Regions from separate parts of the Mus musculus genome. Here regions 1 and 2 are each linked to region 3. A link is a contact called in public HiChIP or PLAC-seq and promoter capture Hi-C data. All regions are on one chromosome and are shown on one strand. The core of a region is the stretch at or near the end of the contact, and the rest is flanking DNA. Distances in the headings are between cores, read along the strand shown. Region 1 holds the start of Zfyve21 (zinc finger, FYVE domain containing 21). Region 2 holds the start of Trmt61a (tRNA methyltransferase 61A). Region 3 holds the start of Btbd6 (BTB (POZ) domain containing 6).

Evidence for each region. Promoter capture Hi-C pulls out the DNA fragments that hold promoters and counts their contacts. HiChIP or PLAC-seq counts read pairs in DNA pulled down with a chosen protein or histone mark.
Region 1: a contact with region 3 is called in a promoter capture Hi-C map of cranial neural crest. The contact joins the promoter of Zfyve21 here to the promoter of Btbd6 in region 3. A contact is called at or near these places in 1 of 39 promoter capture datasets (cranial neural crest) and 1 of 115 datasets of contacts at active chromatin or transcription factors (microglia).
Region 2: an HNF4G HiChIP or PLAC-seq map of pancreatic cancer cells shows a contact between it and region 3. The contact joins the promoter of Trmt61a here to the promoter of Btbd6 in region 3. A contact is called at or near these places in 1 of 39 promoter capture datasets (pre-B cells) and 1 of 115 datasets of contacts at active chromatin or transcription factors (pancreatic cancer cells).

Annotation. Positions count from the first base shown.
Region 1 is chr12:111,812,880-111,817,588 of GRCm38.p6, reverse strand. Zfyve21 (zinc finger, FYVE domain containing 21) reads right to left here and starts at 3,419. Exons shown (of 7, transcript NM_026752.4): 1 at 3,212-3,419. The coding sequence starts at 3,349. Xrcc3 (X-ray repair complementing defective repair in Chinese hamster cells 3) reads left to right here and starts at 3,710. Exons shown (of 8, transcript NM_028875.3): 1 at 3,710-3,764.
Region 2 is chr12:111,675,247-111,679,682 of GRCm38.p6, reverse strand. It overlaps Trmt61a (tRNA methyltransferase 61A), which reads right to left and starts at 1,578. Exons shown (of 4, transcript NM_001099793.1): 1 at 1,522-1,578; 2 at 721-1,080. The coding sequence starts at 1,051.
Region 3 is chr12:112,973,978-112,978,304 of GRCm38.p6, reverse strand. It overlaps Btbd6 (BTB (POZ) domain containing 6), which reads right to left and starts at 1,742. Exons shown (of 4, transcript NM_201646.2): 1 at 1,323-1,742; 2 at 1,156-1,246; 3 at 934-1,052; 4 at 1-801. The coding sequence starts at 1,699. All of the region lies in intron 5 of Brf1 (BRF1, RNA polymerase III transcription initiation factor 90 kDa subunit), which reads left to right.

The sequences.
Region 1 (4,709 bases), core at 2,170-4,669, 1.2 Mb after region 3:
CCATGGTCTCTTCAAAGCAGGAACCCTAAGACAATAGGCATGTGAACATAAATATATACACTATGATATATTTTACATGATAAAAATTTTAAAAACATCTTTTTTTAAAAAGAAAAAAAGGGCTCTGGGAGATGGCTCAGTTGGTAATTACTTGACACACCAGCATGAGGACCCGAGTTCAAATCTCCAGCTCTCAGATAAAAAGCCAGGCACAGCCACATGCACCTAGCCAGGTGGCAAAAAGCAGATCCCTGGAGCTCACTGGCCAGCCAGGCCGGCCAATGGGTGAGCTCCAGACTCAGTGAGAGGCCCCGCCGGGAAGAGACAAGACATCGACTGACTGAAGGAGATAACCTAAAGGCTGGCCTCTCCTCCCACTTGCACACACAGCCCAACAGCGACTATTTATTAATTATTAACAGGTTCTAAGGCCAGCCTGCGAGCTAAGGAGGCGACTCAGCAGTTAAGAGCACGGCCTGCTCTTGCAGAGGATCTGGGTTCAGGACCCAGCACGTCCACAATGGCTCACAGCTCTAGGGAACCCAACACCCTCTGCTGACCTCTGCAGGCACCAAGCATGCATGTGTACACAGGCAAACATACAGGGGAAACAGTCATATACATTAAAAAAGAAAAAAGTTCAAAGGAGAAGACACACGCGCGCGCGTGTGCGCACACACACACACACACACACACAGAGGAGAGGAGGAAGGAAGCCTTTGTTGGGGCTGGAAGCTGCAGGCTCAGGAGAAGTGAGAGGGCAGCTCCACCTCAGGGACTGCTATCAGGTCTGCACTTTACAACTGTGAAAACTACAGCCTGGCACTGGATCCGGAACTTCATCCCGACTCTTACCCGGCTCTCGGCCAGCCGTGGGAGGGAAGCCTCCCACAGGGCGATGGTTCCAGAGCTAGAACACACAAGGAGGCTCCTGCAGCCGTGGGAGGAGCACAAGGCGAATCCTAACACTTGTGGAATCCCAGCCTTTCCCAGTTAGATCAATCGCCCTTCCCCCAGGAACAACTAAGATGTTCACAAGCAGCACCCCAACTCTGGGGTTCAGCACCAGGCCGGGCTTGGCAGGCGCTGCAAAACCCCATTCTTTTCCCCATAAAGCACTTGCTGAACGGGGTTCTCAGGCTGCAAGGGGAGCTGAGGCCTGAATCCTGACTGGACTGGAGAGTGCCCCCCCCCCCATCAGGCCCTGGGCTCCACCCTCCCTACAGTGGGAGTTTGCCACCTATGCTTGTCCAAGCATCTCTCAGTCATGGTCACCCCTGCAAAGCCAAGCCTGAGACACTCACAGAGTCGGCGCCCTTCTCCTCGGCACTCCAGTCAGAGCAACCTCTCCTCCCTGCTTGGCACAGACATGGAGTTCTGTCAAGCTATCCAGACTTATGGGGATGTACCACAAACACTGTAAATTTTAAAGTTTTACATAAAGATTTCATCAGGTGTCAATCGGGGGAAACATCTACCTTAAAGGACCCCCTGTAGAGCAGGAGGAATGTTGAGATAGCTCCTCTAGAGCCCCGGCCTAGAGCCAGTGAACACTTTTCCCACTCGGCTTCCCACCCCACTGGCCTCCTCCACCCGCCCCAAATGTGCCCCTTATTCCAATCTAGGCATTATTGGCCTTTCCTGGAAACAGTTATGTCTGACCAGTTCTAGACTCATTCACAAGCAATTTATTCCGCTGAGCCACCTCCCCAACACCCACTCCGTCCAGGGGCTGGAGTCCAGGTTGTATTCCAACATACACACACACACACACACACACACACACACCCTTTTTTTTTGTCTTTTTAAGACAGGGTCCCACTGTATAGCCCTGGCTGGCCTGGAACTCACTACCCTGAACTCAGACACCTACCTACACCACGAATGATCACGCTGGCCCATTCCTAAGCCCACACCCACTTCAGGGACGCTAAGTGCACTCGAGGGTTGTGCTCAGTTATCTTTGCACCCAAGAGGAACTATGTGCTCAGATGCCTAAGTACAAAGGTAAAGTGCAAAACTGAGGGCACAACCAGGAGGGCAGGGACGGCTCAGTGACACACCTGGTATAGCCAGGGGCTCTGAGTACAAGATGAACCTTCTCCTTCAGGGCTCTCAGGAACTTCAGAGTTTGGGGGGTGGGGTGGGGTGCAGAGCAACAGCAGCCAGGCTACAACCTTCTGGCTGCACGCACGGGTGGCTCTCCAGTCCCTGTTTCAAGAACACTGGACCTCACTCTAAGAAGCCGCTGGCCTCGGCCACCTGTGGATGAGCTCTCAAGGGGAAAGAAGAGCAGCTGATTAGAATTCCAAGCAGGGACTCTAACTTAAAAAATTTGGGAGGAGGCCAGGTGTGGTGAAGCACATCTTTAACTCAAGAGGCTGAGGGAGGAGGAGTTCGAGGACAACATAGCAACAGTGTGTGGTAGAGGCGTGTGGTAGTGCATGCCTAGCACTCTGAAGGCAGATCTTATGAGTGCTAGGCCAAGGACGGGGAGGTGGGAGGGGGAGAGGGGAGGAAGGGAAGGAGAGGGAGAAAGGGAAGGAGGGAGAGAAACAGAAACATGGATGAATTTACACGAGCCATTAAGATAGCTCACCAAGTAAAGGCACGTGCCGCCACACCTGAGACCTGAATTCCGTCCCTGGGACCCAGATGGTTTAAGAAAACTCTCTTCTACAAATTATCCTCTGATCTACACACCAGCGCTGTGACATTGGGGACAAAGGCACATACACACATGAATAAATGAAGAAAAGTTGTTTCAAAGTTTATCAAAGTCGCCAGTACTTTCGTTGGTGTCTTTTAAAGATATTTAATTTGCTTTGAAATAAAATCGCATGGAATGCGTGAATTGCTCCTATTTTCTCCCAAGTGGCCAAGCTTTGCAGAGTTTAGAACTTCGAAGATTGCAAACCCTTTGGCACCGTTCCTCCGTGGGCAGGTGGAGGCGGACTCCCTCACCCTCGCCCCACGGACACACTCCAGCCCCAAACTCGCGCACGGCTCACGGGTGAGCCGCTCCACCGCTCCCCCTCGGGCCTCCCCGGGGCTCCGCACCGCGCAGCCAATGACCGCCAAGGAATGGAAAACGCCCCACAGCGCAGAAGGGACAGCGGGAACGCCCGGAGGGGAGCCGCGGCCGAGCGTCCCTAGGACGGAGGCGGGAGACGCCCCGGCTCGGGTTGGGGACCCGGGGGCTAGGACGCACCTCCTTGTCCGGAACCCACTGCGGCTCCTCCAAGCCGAAAGGGCTTCCGAAGGCGCGGTGCTCCGGCACCATGCGCAGGCCACTTGGCGAGCGCACAAGCTTCTTGGCGTCGCGACGCGCGGCCACCCCCGAGGACATGTCTCCGCCTGAGCCCCTCACGCCACCGCCCGCGCTGAGCCCACACAAGGCGCCACCCCGCCCCGCCCGCAGACACGATGACAGCTCCGAAGCCCAATCCGCAGCCAGAGCTCGTAATATGAACCAATCGGAGAGTAGTATCCGCCCCAGAGTCGCCCTTCTCCAATCCGTGCAAGGATCCCGCCCCTACGGCTGGCCACCAATCGGCGGTGAAGACCGGAGGGGCACCCTCGCCCCTCTAGGGAGAGTGTGACTTCGGATTGGCCAATTAGTCAGCCACGTAGGCGCCTCTTCGTTTCTTCTGGGTGGAGCAGACTCGGACTCTGGCCTCTCATTGGAAGAGAAGATTGAGATGGGCGGGGCTTCAGGAGCGGGCGGAGCGCGCGGGAGACTTGCGGGGTCGCTGATCCGGGAGGTGAGTTAGCTGATCGCGAGTGGCCGAACATGGGGTGGCGGGAGAGGACAGAGGACACTGTGGGTTTCGAGCGCCCCAGGTCGGGACTCAAGAACGAGCTTCCCCAGCGGGGCACCCCTTCAAGCCCGTAGCGGGGTTTGAAGGAATCGAACTGAGCGCGGGACCTGCTTTCCGCACTAGAGTCCCAGGCCAGCCACAGCGTGACCACTCGCTGCAGATTTGATCTGTGACTTTTGTTTTTCTTGTGGTGTTCGTAAGGACGAGTCACATTGTGCGTGTAGCCTAGGCTGGCCTTGGATTCAGCAGTCCTGCCTCAGCCTTCCTCGCACTGATACAGGTGTGAGCCACCGCGCGCGCCTCACCCTCTAGCTTCTTTGGGTAATTGGCCAAATCAGCTACCCAGGAGCTTTGCTCTCTCTCTGACACAATTGGACACACTCTAGCCCAGTTGGAGGGATGAGCTGGTGTAACCCTACTTCTCCGGAAGGCAGGCGGCCAAGTGGAGCATGGAGCTCTGTGCTTTTGTCTGAGACACAGGTTCTCAGTGTTGAAGTAGAAGTTGCTCAGTGGCACTTTGTAAAGCAAGGTTAGCTGCCTCAAGGCCTTGGCATTTGCGGGTGCACAGATAGAACCCGCCCCTGACTATGTCCTCTGTCCAGTCTCCACCAAGCCCTGTGATTGCTCTGGTTCACCACTGGACGCTGTAGCGATGGCTTGGGGGACCTTTGAGTTCTGGTGCCAGAGCTTTGTGTCTGAAAGCATGTTCTCCCTTCCCTCCTGCCCTGTGTGGTGTGGTGTATGTGTGTGTGTTGTATGTACATACGTGTATGTCCGTTTGCATCCGTACTGATGTGTGTGCGTGTGTGGAAGGCAGATGTCTGACATATATTCCTCCATCACTTGCCCTACGAACCCAAAGTCCACAGATTCAGCCTGTCGGCCTGC
Region 2 (4,436 bases), core at 329-2,828, 1.3 Mb after region 3:
TGAGACAGGATAGCATATCCCCTAATGCAAGGTACAAAAGGAGAGCTGTCAGAGCTGACCTGCTATCCGCTCTCTCGCTTCAGAGGGAAAGAATAGAAAGCCAGCAACAACCGGGAGAATGGGAACTCTTGTGACTCTGGACCTCAGCCTCTTAGCCCACAAGAAACACACCACCAAGGATCTAGCCATCTGATCCCCGGGGTCATTCTTGGCAGAGGTGTATGCCTAGATTGCTGCATCCAGTGGCCTCAGTACCTAAGGGTGGGCATGTGAGAGACAGCTAGCTCAGACCCTTCTAGCTACCACCTGGCCTCGTATCAGTGACAGTGCTAATCTTCGATGGAACTAGGGAAGGGCCTGGCTGTAAGTGTGGGACAGACTTCTCTCTGCAATGAGCTCTGGAGTATCCAGCCTCCCTCCAGGAAGGGGCAGCTGGCCTAGAAAAAAAGCAGTCAGCACCTTGGCCAGCATCAAGCAATCCCAGCTCCGACCTCATAGGGCACCTCCTCCTCTTTCTTCTCCAACCCAGGTTAGCTCCCATCAGCTGCCATTTCGATGACAGCAGCTAGTACTGCTTCTGGCTTCACTCCCTGCAGCCACACCCTCCCTTGCAAGCGGAGTTGCTAAATAAAAGCTAGAAGAACCAAGTAGTTCAGCGCACAACTGCAGGAAGGATCGGCTGCAAACCGTCTTATCTGAGCTCATACCAGAGGAGCTCACCTGATTCACAGACCACAGAACCGGGACGCAGCTCCAGCATCATGGTGATCAAGGCAATGTCGGTGGAGTAGAGGATCTGCGTGCGGTGGGGCAGGTTCACTGTCCAGAGCTCAGGAGTGGGGTGCAGCACATACACCCAGCCGCCTCTGCTGCAAATCACCTTGGAGCCAAATGGGCGGCCAATGAGGTCCACCGAGTGCCTCAGGACGCCATGCCGGGTCTGGGTCTGTGCCCCACGCTGCACACGCACTGCTACCATCGAGCCGTGCCCCAGTGACAGGATGGCTGTGTCGCCTTCCTTGATCAGCTCCTCGTATGCCACGAAACTCATGGTGTTAACGTTTGCCAAGGGTCAGGGACCTGGAGAAGTGGTGTGTGGACGTGAGGTCAGAGGACCAGGAGGCAGGATGAAGATCTGTGGTCTGGACAGAGAGGTCTGTGGGGCCTGGGTTCTGAGCAGGGTTAGCGGACTTGCTTAGCCAACCCAACAGAGCTGCACTCTAGCCTAACATATGGAGCCCTTCTGGAGGTCTCTATTCTCGGAGTACACAAGAGAGTGCACAGCGACAGGAGCCCAAGGATTCCCACACATGAAGAACCAGAATCCCCTAGTGTGAAGGCGGCAGCCTCTGATAGCGTGCACAGCAGGGGAGAGAAGCCACCTCCGAGCCCGGAATCCCCGTAGCCCCTTGCCCAGAGTCTCCACGGAGGGCTCCCGACGGCAGGGAAGGCTGGCCTCCCGCCGAACAGCACGGGACCTGCCAGCAAGCCCGGAGCGCCGCTCCCAGCTCGGAAACTCACGCAGCATAAACCGGCTCCCGGCTCCACACGTGGCTCCACGGCGGCCGTAGCACTTCCGGTGCTTTTTGATGACGTCAAACCAACGCAGGGCTCTCTGGGAGTCGCCGCGCTGTCCTTTGCGTGCTCCCAGAGGACCTTTTCTGGCTGGCGTCTCTTCGGCTGTGTTCTTCTGTGCAGGCTTGCACGTTGCCTAAGAGATCCGAGCGCTGTGCGAAATAAAAGTCCCCTGCTCGCCCGCGGCCTGTCCGCGCGCGGCCTTTTAGGGCTGCCCGGTGCACGAAGTGTCTGCCCGCGGGATACGCATGACCCTAAAGAGCACTTTGACAACTATGTAACCCCAGGACCTCCCTACTATGGCCCACCAGGACATTTTTGTCATTGCAAACAGCTCTGAAACACCCTGTCTGGGCTCCAGAATAAATGCCATAAAGTGGAAACGCAGGCAAAGGGATGAGGGTTAGCTCAAAGACTTTGGCTAGGGCTGGGCCGAGTAAAAGGAGTAGAGTTAGTCTGGAGTATTCTGCAAAAGTGGCCCTAGGCCAGGTCCTGCCTGAGGGGGAGGGCACAAAGCGTCCCTTTCCAGGATCCCTGGCATCTTGAGAGCCTATGAAGTGAAGGAAGATTCTTCCTCCGGGTGTGCAGTGGAGAGGGGAGTAGGCAGGCATGGGGCAGAGAGAGTGGAGAGCCTTCCTGCACACCTCAGCTGGTAGAAAAGAAGAGAAGGAAACGTTAGCTATGCAGAACCAGCAGCAGTGACCAGCTTAAGGCTGCACTCTCCATGAAGAGACTTTGACCCAGCCTGCCTTTTCTAGAATCCCGCCAGCCTATAGGGATCCTCTGGGGCCAGGCTAGGCCAACCTGTGATGTCCTTGCCCTAGAAACTCAGGTGCCTGACTTCAGACCTCCTCAAATTTCTGCCCTGATTGACCTTAGTATGATAGCCCTGGAAGGACAGACAGTGAGGGTTTTTCTTGGTCGCCCATGTCTTCAGCTGAGACATCCCAGCCATATCCACAGCCCCACAACCCTTTTCTTTCTTTTTTTCGTCTTTATTGAATAATTTATTTACATTTCAAATGTTTTCCCCTTTCCAGGACTTCCCTTCAGAAACTCCTTATCCCATCCTCCCTGCCCCCACAACCCCTGTTCTAACAGGGTACTTCATTCCCTTGGTGGTGCACAGCCCAATACACATCCTAATTGCCCCTCTGGAGAGTTAGACTTTTCACTTCTCCTGGGAGGTTCCTCTTCCTCAGCTTCTCGGTGGCATGGAGACCAGGCCTGATTACATCCCCACCCAACCTATGAGTTCAACGGGGGGGGGGGGGGGGGCTTGGTTCCACTTGCCCACTGCTGGCTTCTCAGTTCTTCCTGTGTACCTCTTCTACAGTCCATCTTCTCAGAACTAGTCATCTGTTATGCCCAGCCTCAGCCTGGAGTCTTCAAGCAGAACCAGCAGCTTAAGACCCTAGCTGGTGAGGTGAGGGTGGGGAGATTTCCCAGCGCAGTTTATGCACTGAGTTCTAATAAGAACAGATGCTTCATGTGGCCAGTTCACTCTCATGTCATTGAATCCTCTTCCTTACAATTTTATGACCACTTTACAGATGGGGAACAGAAAGCTAATTTGTGTAACATCATACCGACAACATGGTTCATGCAGGGCTATATTTTGTCTTTCAGACAGCCTCCCTATATAGCCTTGGCTGCCTGGAACTCACTATGTAGATCAGGCTGGTCTCAGACCCAAGAGATCTGCCTGCTCTGCCTAACAAATACTGTGCTTAAAGGTGTGCTCCACCCTGGCCTGAGGGATTCCAGTTCAAAGCCTAGAGTCAGAGAACTGATAGCGCTCTTGGGCAAGAACAGGGGCAGCCAGCCCCAGAGGAAAAGAAGCTGAAGATGTCTTTGGGGGAGGCTGCTCCACCTGCACCTCTGGCAGGGCCTAAGTTGCCAAGAGTCCCCCTTTGACTGGCACAGCCTCCTGCTGCACTGTCTGCAGCCCTCACCTCTCTTCTGACCCCTGTCAACTTCCCCTTTGCCCTCCATGAGCAAGGGAGCAGAGAGGAAGAGATACACCTTGGCCACAGACTGTGGCTAGCCTCTGGCGAACCTGGAGCCCATGGCCCTATCTGTTCTCCATTTGCCCTGCTGGACTGGACCCTGCTCTATGATTAAAAAACTCAGTCTATGATTATCAAAGACTCCTTTGATACCCCTTCCTTCTTTGTGGTTAATGTATGACTTGGTGTGATTTTGAAGGAAATGGGACCATAAATCTGGGGGGTGATGTCATCTAGCTTCTCGCCTGGGAGCTGCCAGACCAACTACCGACTCCCGAGGAGAGCAGCAGGCCCACAGTCAGGAACACAGCTAGGTTGGAAGACCCTCATCTTGCTTCCTTGCTCTGGGGGCTATCAGGACTTCCAAGCAACACCCCAGTGGGGGCCTCACATTGATACTGTCATCTGGAGGCTATAAAGGCCCCTTCACCTCCCTATCCTGCTGTCCCTTCCACTATAGCTGCATATACTCTATGAATCTGCATGATGTCCCAAGGGTAGTCACCCTAGGACCATCGGGGGATATCAGGACCTTCTGAGCCAGTACTTCTTTGTGTCTTTTCCTCTGTGTATCTGCAGAATGGGACAGTAGTCAAAGGTCACAGGAACCTGTGCCTGCACTGGGTGTGGTTTAGTGCTGGGATAATAGGCACCCTTGACTTCTGTTCCTCACCTCTACCAGAGTCCTGGTCTTGCTCTGGCAGGGAGATAAAAAGGGGTAAGGAAGGAGAAAAGGCTAAGCTGCAAATCCTGGAGACAAAGAGGAAGCCCTGAGCCCCCTACCCCCACCTCCAGCCTAGATAACAAGTTCGCTTCCTATTTCTAAAATAGAAACTTGAGCACTTGAGGCTA
Region 3 (4,327 bases), core at 493-2,992:
CCGTCTGAAACAAACTTGGTGAGGTTCTGAGCCAGGACCATCCCTAGCCGCTTGAGTTCAATCTTGACGCTGTACTCAGCCTTCCCAGAGCTGGACCCATACAAGCCCAGCCCAGCAATGAACACCCTTCTGTCCACTGCAAACTGGATGCTGTCACAGCGTCCACGGTACCTCCACTGGTTACTTCGGTAGGCAGAAGACTGGAAGCGGTGGCACCTTTGTGGAGCAAGGCCCTTCCTCTTGGTCAGGGGGAAGTCAAGGAGGGGCTTTTTGGCAGCAGTGTACCAAAGGAAGATGTTGTGGGTCTCTTCTAAGGTCAGGATGTCTGACTGGGCGGCACCATTGGCAAACTCCTCTAAGGTCATAGTTGGAATTCGGACCAGGTAGAGGGCTCTTCCCAAAACATGCCTCTTGTTGTGAGGAGTGACTGGGAGGCCCTGTCTCTTACATTCTGCCTCAGCCCAGTTCAGGACGGCCTCGAAGACCACAGCCTCCTTGGTATTGAGGGCCTCCCTGGTCACAATGATCTCCAGTGTCTGCCGGTCAATTTCACAGAAGCCTTCAGACCTCAGGGCCATTTCAGCTTGTGCATCAATGACTTCCCAGCATCTCTGGGTCAGTTCAGGCTCCTCAAACAGTCGGCTCTGGGACAGCAGGACACAAGCATTTTTGGCTTCCAGACTTGTTTCCAGAAAGTTGACGCAGGCCTTGGCCAGGGCAGGCACGATGTACTTCTTAGCAGCATACAGAGTGGCAAGCACTGTGTCCGCCTCCAGGTCGATCTCATCGCTGTACATGTACCTGCGTAAGGCAGGGGCTCTCCTGGGGAGCTGCAAGGGCTCCCCTGCACAACCTCTGGGGTTGTAGCAAACAGGTAGGGGACCATTGGAAGGTAACCACCCCATCCTTCCAGACCCAGCGCACAGCACTTACTTTAGCAAGACCAAGAAGGCAGCAGGCTCCACATCGGGAATGTGGATTTCTGACTTCACTTCCGCAAGATCCCCGTAGAACATGGCATAGAAGACGGAGCTGCCGACAGCCAAGACATACTGTGGATGAAAGAAAACCACCTGAGCTACAGGGCAGTAAACAAGGTCCAGGGAGACGCACCTAGCCAGGCCCACCAGGGGACAGGGCTGCGCCCTTACCCACCTTGTGGGCGGGCACACGCCTGGCAGCCCCCAGAGCCCCCACGATGAAGTGGACGTCAGCCATCAGCTCGTTGTTGAACATGAGCGCATTCCTGCAAAGGGCAGAGGCACACGGGCTGGAACGGCGCGCGCCCGGGCTCCAGAGCCCGGGGGCGGGCGGCGGCTCACCTCTCGCGCAGCGTAGGATGGAAGGACTGCCAGTTGGGGCTCTCGGGATTGTTGTTGTCTGGCAAGGGCGGCGCGGGCAAGGGCGGCAGCGGGGCGGGTGCCAGGCAGGGCGGGCAGCAAAGCCCGACCTTCGTGCTCTCGGCTGCGCCTGCCGCGTTGCTGTTGGCGATGTCGGTGGCAGTAGCTGCAGAGGGACTGGCGGGCGGGTACAGTTCCGCGGCCATCTTCGCTACTGCCGGGGCGGGCTCCGCACTGGTCGGTGCTGCGCCGCGCGCCTTCGCGCCGCGACGGGGCCTGGGAAACGGCTCTGCGAGCACCAGCAGGGAGGTTAGGCACTGCGCCACCCGCCCATGCAGGCAGGCGAGCGGCAGCAGCATGGGGCCACGCCGGCCCTGCCCGCTACCCACCCGCACCCCACACCCCTCACCGAGCCCGCGGCTCGGCCGCAGGGGGCGCCGTCCCGCCCGTACCCACTGCTGCGGCGCCGGCGTCTCTCGTCACTGTGCGTCAAGACGCGACTCCTCGTTCCAGGGCCCCGCCCCTGGGGGAGGTGTTGAAGCTCCGCCCGGGTGCCCAGGTTTAAGGGCGAGTTGTGGTTGCACCTTCTATCACTCAGAAATGAGATTTTTTTTCCAACAGCTCAGGCTTTGAAAAATCACCTGACCCAGCTAGCTTTTCTTCGTGGAGGAAATGAGTCTCTAACGCAAGGCTTGATCTCCCTTTTTGTGTACAGCTTCTTTAACAGAGCACAAAGTCAAGGGCAGTACACCTGTTATGTCGGAATTTCTTTTTCTGTCATGAGTCTAGACCTCATGTGCCACAGGGTGACCTCAAACTTTCTACATAGACCTTCCTTTCTAAGTTGACTACTCCAATGGGTTACATTTTGTTTGCCAGTTTATCCAACCGTGTATATATCAACTCTATATCCCAGTTGTGCTGACCATAGGGAGGCAATTTTATCCTTTCCAGATCCTAATTGCAATTCTTTGGGTCTTTATCCAGAAGTGAGATGATTGGATAAAATGGTAGCTCTTGATTTCTCATTTTTATTTTATGGATGTGGATGTTTTGCCTGTACCTGGTGTTTGCAAAGGCCAGGAGAGGCTGTTGGATCTCCTAAGACTAGAGATACAGATGGTTGTGAGCTGTGAGCTGTGGGTAGATGGGTGCTGGCTCTTCAGCAAGAGCAATAACCACTCTTAAGCACTGAGTCATATCCAGTGCTTCGTGCTCCCCCCGCCCCTTAGGTTTTGAGACAGGGATTTTCTGTGTAGCGCTGACTGTCCTGGAGCTAGCCTCAGATCTGCCTGCCTGCCTCCTGAGTGCACCATCACTGTCCAGATACAGTTACTTGTTTGAGCAAACTTTGCAATGGCCTTTGTTCGTGCTTGTATTATTTATCAGTCCTCCACAGCGTGCACTGCTCTTTTCCCTCATCCTGGGTAAACCTTGTTATAATGTTCTGGGTTTTATAGAGGCTATGCTAGTGGATATGAGGTGGAATCTTGATTGCTGATGTCAACCTTTCTGTGTTTCTTGGTCATTTGTATATCTTCTTGGAAGAAGTACCTCCATGAGTCGTTTGCCCACTTTCCAATCAGTCTGCTTCTTCACTGCATTGAGCTCAGTCTTTAGGACAGATGCTTTCTCCCTTTTTTGTGGTTGTCTTGACTGGACAGACTCCTTTGCTGCATTGATTCTTTGCAGTCTGAAGTTACTATGTTTGTCTGTTTTTGCTTGTGTTAAATCATTGCTCTGTGTTCTCCATGGTTTTGCTATTGGTGGTGGTTGTTGTTATCTTTTTAATGTGTACACCTTTGGTCTGTTTGGGCAGAGTACTACATGTGACAGTAAACTTTGTTTCCAGCCTGTTTGCTGAAGAGACTGCCCTTACATCTTGTGTCCTCCCCGCCCCCTTTATTTGTTTGCTTTTTTTGAGACGGGGTCTCGATGTGCAGCCCTGACTGTCCTGGAGCTCTCTATGTAGACCAGGCTGGCCTTGAATTCCTAGAGATCCACGTGCCTCTGCCTCCTGGGTGCTGGGATTACAAGCATGAGTCATCAGGCCCGTCTTGGTTTCTTTGTTCTTTAATACACGTGCCATCTTCATAACTTCCACAGACCGTGCAAAAGGATTACTTTGTGAGACAGAGAATTTAAAGTCTATTTAGTAAATGTAGTCTGCTGACGTGTATCCACCTTAGTCCTTTCCCCAGACGTCATCTTCTTCCCTTCCTTTGGTTTAGACATTTCTGTTTCCAGTGTCCTTGCATTGCATGACTGCAGCTCTGTCCCCATGTGCAGACAGACTCCACTACTTAAAGAAGATAAAGTAGGCTGCTTCAGGACCTCCATCTTCTCTGCTCATTTAACCCCACCCCGAAGTCCTTCTGTAGTGTTTTGCTTTTGTAAGATGTGGGGTCTATCTGTGCTCTCTAGGCTGGCCTCAGATTCCAGAACCCGAGGGTCCTCCCTACCCATCTTCCCAGTCACAAGGCAGAGTCTCAGCGTTTTTCTCTTGAGTCTGTGTGAGCTGGAGTGGGTCCTTGTCTATGTGGTCGGTCTCATGGATTCCCTTTGTAGAAGTCAGTTAGCCTGGAAGGAGGGCTGGGGACCAGTCAGCAGCTGACCTCCATTTCTTTCCCTTCCTGCTGTCTGGAAAGACAAGTTAGACGGATTGATTCCTTCTCCCAGCTTCTCCAAGAGGCTGAGCCACCCCAGCCCCTCCTCTGTTGTTATTGCCAGTGCTCTCCAAGCTGCCTGCTTCTCAGACCTGAGCAGAAGTGGCTCTTCCTACACAAGTCCTGAGATCTCCTCTGTCCCTAACCAGTGGCTTCTGTCAGAGCACTAATGGCAGGGTAATGAACTGAATGATGAAGTGACTTGGTTGTTCTTGCTGGCTCCATTTGTGAGCTCCATGAACCTTTGACTGAACTTTCGGTACTCAGCAGCGTGCCAGGCACTAAGAAGAAACAACTGTGAACGCGCACGTGCACCTGTAT